Linked DNA regions of Mus musculus: region 2 is linked to region 1. A link is a contact called in public Micro-C data. All regions are on one chromosome and are shown on one strand. The core of a region is the stretch at or near the end of the contact, and the rest is flanking DNA. Distances in the headings are between cores, read along the strand shown.

The links. Hi-C and Micro-C count contacts between places; a contact is called where the count stands out from the background.
Region 2: a contact with region 1 is called in a Micro-C map of embryonic stem cells, with 5 times the contacts expected there. The contact joins two enhancer-like sites. A contact is called at or near these places in 1 of 39 promoter capture datasets (hippocampal neurons) and 1 of 484 Hi-C or Micro-C datasets (embryonic stem cells).

What each region holds. Positions count from the first base shown.
Region 1 is chr6:135,069,234-135,072,498 of GRCm38.p6, reverse strand. All of the region lies in intron 1 of Gprc5a (G protein-coupled receptor, family C, group 5, member A), which reads right to left. Among named protein-coding and RNA genes, the nearest start is that of Gprc5a, 5.2 kb to the right of the region's middle. Within about 2 kb of position 1,943, at least 41 of the 459 cell types and tissues checked have an H3K27ac peak or open chromatin away from gene starts, as enhancers often do. A contact at or near this core is called in embryonic stem cells, where this site is marked.
Region 2 is chr6:136,490,788-136,494,065 of GRCm38.p6, reverse strand. All of the region lies in intron 3 of Gm44140 (a long non-coding RNA gene), which reads left to right. Among named protein-coding and RNA genes, the nearest start is that of Gm44140, 26 kb to the left of the region's middle. Within about 2 kb of position 1,690, at least 111 of the 459 cell types and tissues checked have an H3K27ac peak or open chromatin away from gene starts, as enhancers often do. A contact at or near this core is called in embryonic stem cells, where this site is marked.

The DNA.
Region 1 (3,265 bases), core at 694-3,193:
GAGGGGCAGTCAGATCTCTGAGTTCAAGCCAAGCCTGGGGTACATAAATGAGCCTATCTAAACAGGAAGAAAAAAAGACAAAGAAAAGACACAGGTGTGTGAAAAGTCCCCTATACACGCAAATCCACAACTGGAAATAATAAAAATACACCTATCTTAAAATACACAGATTTCTTTTGAGAGGGCCGAGGATGGGGAGAGAGCCTTCTTAGCAAACACCTCATCCTTGATTTATTTCCTCTGGGTCACCATCAAGGTCTCCAGAGCCTTCTACCTTACCCAGCATCTCACAGACTCTCCACCAGCGGTTCCTAATGCTGTGACACTTTAACACAGTTCCTCATGTTGTGGTGACCCCCAACCATAAAAGTACTGCGCTGCTACTTCAAAACCGTAGTCTTGCTTTTGCTATTGATTGTAATGCATTCATTGACATGCAGGATGTGTGACCCCTGTGAAAGAGTCACTCCCCCTCCCCCAAAGGCTGGGGGAGGGGGAGATCCACAGGTTGAGAACTGCTGCTCTATCAAAGTGTCCAGGTCTGACTGTTGAGATGTCTCCAGAACTGACTTCGTGCAGTCAGTGCTCCTCACCAACCAGCGCCAAGTGGACAAATCCCACAGACCCCAAGTGTGGCTGCCACCCTTAGAGAGCCAACAGAGTGTGTCAGGTGACTGACCAGCTGTCCACGTAGGCAGTCAGGAAGTGCTGAGAACGTGCACTTCGGCAACCGTGCAACCGTGACCTAGCCTACCAGGATGAGGGGACTGAGATGTGAGGAAGGCTGGGAGAAGAGGGGGAAGAGATAACCAGAGGTGTGAGGTTGTTAGAGGTTGTTACGGAGGTAGGAGAGAAAGGCCCCGAGCATGGGCAGAGGTCAGGTCAATTCCTAAACTCTCAAGGGCAACTAGGGGTTGCCATTGTCCCAGGACAGGGAGCAGAAACATGCAGGACATGCAAGCGAAGCAATATAGGAATAGTAAGAGCTCAAACCTTAGCAAAATTTTATTGAGCCATGTACTGTTTCATTTAATCCTCCTGTCCCACTTTAATGTCTATTTGTTTTTAAATAAGGTCTCGATGTGGCCCAGGTTGGCCTTGGACTCGCTATGTAGCAGAGGATAACCTTGAACATTTTGATCTTTCTGACTCTACCTTCAAGAGTCGGGATTACAGATGTGAGGTGCCATCTGGTATTTTATCACTCCCTTGACAGCTGAGAAAACTAAGCCAAAAAGAAATCAAAGTCTTTGTCCAAGGCTATGTGAGTTTTTTAATGGGGCTTGACACATGCAAATTCTCCAAGTGATCGCTTTCATTTCATTTAAGCAAAAAATTTAAACTGTGGTGTGTGTGTGTGTGTGTGTGTGTGTGTGTGTGTGTGTGTGTGTGTGTGTGTGACACACACATATACAGGTGCTCACGGAGGCCAAATGAGGGTATCTGTTGAATCCCCTGGAGCTGGAGTTACAGTTGGTTATGACCTCATTGCGTTCTGGGAACTGAGCTCAGGTCCTCTAGAAGAACAAGTGCTTATAACAGCTGAGCCATCTCTCCAGCCCCTTTCTCTCCTCCTTTTTCTTTCCTTCTTTCTTCCTTTCTCTCTCTCTCTCTCTCTCTCTCTCTCTCTCTCTCTCTCTCCCTCCCTCCCTCCCTCCCTCCCTCCCTTGCTTCCTTTTTTTTCCCTTTTTCTTTTTGGTTTTTAAAGACAGGGTCTCTCTATGTAGCCCTGGCTATCCTGATTCTATCTGTAAACCAGGCTAGCCTGGAACACAGAGATCTACCTGCTTCTGCCTCTCAAGTGCTGAGATTAAATAAAGATGTGTGCCACCACCAGCAGGCCTTTCTTTTTTTTTTAAAGACTGGGTCTGAATATGTAAGTAACCTAAACTGACCTCAAAATCACAATCCTCCTGCCTCCAGCTCTTGAGTGCCAGGATTCCTGGTATACACTACCACACCCAGCATTCCAAGAGTGTTTTCTATACAAATAGGAATTTGGGGCTGTTAAAGGCCTTCTCAGACAAAATCATACTTCCTTCCCTTCTGCTCACAATAATGATGTATTTCTTCAAAGCTTGGTCTCAACATAACCTCTACTGGGAACTTGTATCACAGTATGGTTAATCCCACCTCATTCTAAACGCATCGGTCTCTTCCTAGCCCTGACAGTGAAGTACTCATTTTCCTGTATGCCTGGTAGTGACTATATGTTAACACCAGTAGCTAACAAGCTCCGTGAGGACACAGATCGAGTCCCCTGTCTGTTGGCATCTCTCTCTGTATGTGGTTCTGCACAGTGATTCTGAGCAAGTATTTTGGACTAAGATTGACTGCCGAATACTTCCTCAAGTGTGAGTAATAGGATGATTTATTTATTTGAGACAGAGTCTCATTCTCGTGTCACCAGGGCTGGCCTCAAACTCCTGACCCTCCTGACACCGTCTCCCAGGTAATGGGCTCTCATCCATGAGTTCCCACACCCAGCTAAAGGAGTAAGAGATCTTAAAAATGAATCTGTGCACATTTTTCTGACCCTCCTACGTTTATCCAGGCTGAGTTCTTCCAAGGGAGGAGTCCCACAAAAATGTTTCTGCAGCTGAAAAAGGATTAGTTAGGTGGGAAGTACCTCTGCGGGATCCCCTGTACGGGTAACCACCCCAGTTCCCATCACATAACCATGACACATCATGGCAGCGTCCTGTGAATAATGCTTTACTAACATAACTGAGTTGAGTCTCTAGGCAGTGATTGGTGGGAAGAAAACCATCATCATCATCACCACCACCACCACCATCATCATCATCATCATGGCACCAAAACAGACGGAGACAAGTTTGAGAACGAGGCTCAGGGCCATTTTCCACTTTCATACAGTGCCTGAGAGTGGGGCCATCTTACTCTTACTCCAAACAAAGCTGTACTATAAAGTAGACTTTCATGAGAGAGTGCAATAAAATACTAGAAATCACTGTGTGATGGCACACACCTGGGCTCCCAGCAAGTTCAAGGTAAAACCCAGACCAACAAAACAAAATGAATCCGAGATCCACCACGGTAAAGAAGAAAAGCATCATAATGAGAAGACGTTAAAATGTATGTACGTCATGTATGTGTGGCTGTGTGCTAACATGCAGAAGCCAGAGAAGGACACTAAACGTCCTCCTCTATGGCTCTCTTCCCTTGGGACAGAGTCTCTCTGTACAGGAAGCTCACTGTTTTCTTGGACTGGCTGGCTAGGGAACTCCCGGGATCTGTTTGCCTC
Region 2 (3,278 bases), core at 441-2,940, 1.4 Mb before region 1:
GGCTGTCCTGGAACTCACTCTATAGACCAGACTGGCCTCGAACTCAGAAATCCACCTGCCTCTGCCTCCCAAGTGCTGGGATTAAAGGCATGCGCCATCATCACCCGGCGCCCATGTTCCTTTAAGTAACCCCAATAAATCACTGGTTCAATACATTGGACTTTGGTATAACTGTTATTTTGATCTGTTGTGGGTTCCACTTTTGGATAAGTAGGGGTCTGTGTGTGTGTGTGGTCTTGCCTTCAAACAAGTACTCATGAACATGGTACTAAACCTGACACCCACGTAAATGATGCAGTATAATATCTGTATCAGAGAACTGGTAATGTGGTACCAAATGTTTACCCACTGTAGCAGGCCAAGGAGACCACACACTGTTTGAGGTTGTGCATTTAGAAGACACGATGGAAAATATTAATGGTTTTCGTGTGCCACAGCTGCGTCACCACACTAAGCCTGAGAGGCTAGAAACAGACAGTGAAGAACAGAGATGTAGGAGACTGCCACTCGGCTAACAGAGCTTCTTGAGAGGCTCGAACGTGAAATTAGTCACTTGTTCCCCTGCCAGGAAAAAAGGACAATAGATTTTGCACCTCAAGATAGAATTAATTCTATCCATCAGCTAAAAACTATGATCTTAGCAGGATAAAATTTGTTTTTCACATCATCATACAAAAACATTAAGTCTCAGAAACTTGTAAAGATGTTCTCTCGTTTTAAGTCTGTTTTCAACAATTTTAAAGTAGTTGTCCTTATACTGAGAGGCAAATGAATGAATGGGCAGATAGAATACTACTGTGAGAAACTTTTGTTTATTCTTATCAAAGTTAGTCTGGCAAGGACCCTTTTTTTCTTTCCCTTCCCACTTTGTACCAATTAGCCAATCACATCAGCCTGTGGAGCTGAACTCCCACCAGTGGGATGAGACACAGTCACACCTACGTGAGGAACAGAAGATGGGAGCCATCTTGACCCAGTGTGCTTGCTAACCCTGGGGCTCCCCTTTAGCAGGAAGAAAGTCTTGCTGAGCGGCTTTCACTTTGTTCCTGTGTTTCTTTGTGTAGCGCTGGGATTGCTCTTTGTCTCTAACAATACAATAAAACATCAATTTTCGGGCTTGGAAACAATTACTTTTAGCTGAGTAATTAACTGAATGTATGTAAAAAAAAAAAAGAAATGAAATTATACTTGTAGCTATTATATTGAATGTAAATATCTGTGAGTGTATTTGAGGCTTAAAGGAATCCCCAAGTCTACATAGGTAGAAAGTGAAAGGGTTTACAGTGGAAGGGGATCTTGGGGATCCGAGGAATACCGAGGAATAGCATACATCATCAAGGAGACCTCACCGAACAAGACACTTATTGGGGTGTGGAATCACAAAATGGTGGCTGCCTTTAAAAGCAGGAATGGAGCCAGCAGCAAACAGGTCATGATGGTGGGCTTTATAGGGGAGGTATGGAGCATGCCCATGAAAAGGATTCCCATTGGACAGTAGTGAAGACATGGCCATTGGCTCTGAGTCACTAAAGGCTGAGTGGCGGGTGGGAGCACCTAATTCTGGAATGTGGGCGGTTCTCAGTTGACTGACAGCTCAAGGGCTAGATAAGCAGTGCATTACCTAAGCTCATCACAATGCTTCAAAAGGGAACCCAGATATGGTCATGGAAGATGTAGCTTAAAGAGGAACTTCTGAGCGGCAATCATAAGGGAATGTGTTAGTCATCCGTGTCTGTCATAACAAAATACCTCTGCCTTGAGAGCTTTAATGGCAGAACTTCACATGCTCTTGGTTCTGGGGCCTTAGAGTTCTGGATAACCTATGGCCAGACTTCATCTCTCTTGAGACCTCAATTCTCTGTTTTCTGGTGGTTGTATCCTTAATGTGTCTCCTCTTTATGTTGAACACATCTCTGGAGTCTTGTCTTATAAAGATATCAGTCATGTGGATTCAGTGCTCACCTTCGTACCCTTGCTTAATCTCAACCCCCTCCACAAAGATGCTGTTTCCAAAAACAGCCACATGGAGGTTAGGGATTCAACATAGTTTTCTTTCATTCTTCCTTCCTTCTTTTCTTCCTTCCTCCAACTCAGTATGGCCACTTGGATGACCTTGAACGCCTGACTCTTCTCTCTGCAACTCCCAAGTGCTAGGATTACGGGCAAGAGAGCAACCACCACATCCTGCTTCAACAGAGATTTATGTGTAGAGATGACTGAGTAGATAAAAATGTGTAATTCACAAGCCTGAACCTAAACAGAGATCACTGGAGTCCTGCTGAAAGCCATGCGATATAGCACGCATCTGCAATCTTAGTGCTTTTATGATGAGATGTGAGGCAAAACAGAGTTGCCCAAAAGCTCACAGGACAGCTGTTAAATGTGTTAAGTTTGGTGGTCCTCCAGCCTGCCTTTCAGTGACTCGGTGGCAGCAGCTTAAGTCATCACCCAACTGTGCCAGGTGCAGTGCATTTCCATGGTCGATATGAGTTGTGTATCAACTTGTAAACTCTTTAAAAGTCATGGCTAGCTCAAATGTGCACTGTCTTTCCCTCTCTCTCTCTCCACCCTCCCTGATTCCTCTTCTCCTCCTTCCTTTCCCCCCCCCTCCCTTGTTTACTGTTTCATGTTCTCTCTCTCTCTCTCTCTCCCTCTCTGTCTTGTTTATTTTTCCTATCTCTCAATCTCTCTTTTGTTCTCCCCCAATAAAGCTCTTGCACTAGCTCTGTGGCATAATGTGACTGTGATGTTTCTTGGCTCCCACCCACCAAGCTTCCGTTTCCGCTGCTTTGTCCTAATACTGGCTAACCTAAAGTGTTCAACCCAGCAGAAGAAAACTAGCTAGGGACCTTGCCTCAGAAACAGGTGGAGGCTGTGCTCGCCTGCCTCAAACTGACTCCTAAAAGTTGTCTTCAAGCTTCCACACCTGCACATGCATAAACATACACAAGAGGAATTTTGAGTGGGACACAATATAGTCACTAACAAGGATAAGAAATGAATAGCTCAAACAGGCCCAAACGTGGCAAAATTGGTGCTGGGAGGGGGGGAGGTCCTCCCTCACCCTTCCCTTTTGTTAAACCACTGGACTCCCCACTAGACTTCTTATTTGAATACTTACTTATGTCTGACTCATTCCTGATGCTGACCACCAAGGTCCAGCTATCAAATTTACTTATCTCACTTCACCGACTAACATGTCCAACCAGGACTCAACAACTCACCCTAGCATGGACTTCCTTCCTTTGCCACCAAGATCACTCCTGCAGAATCATTTG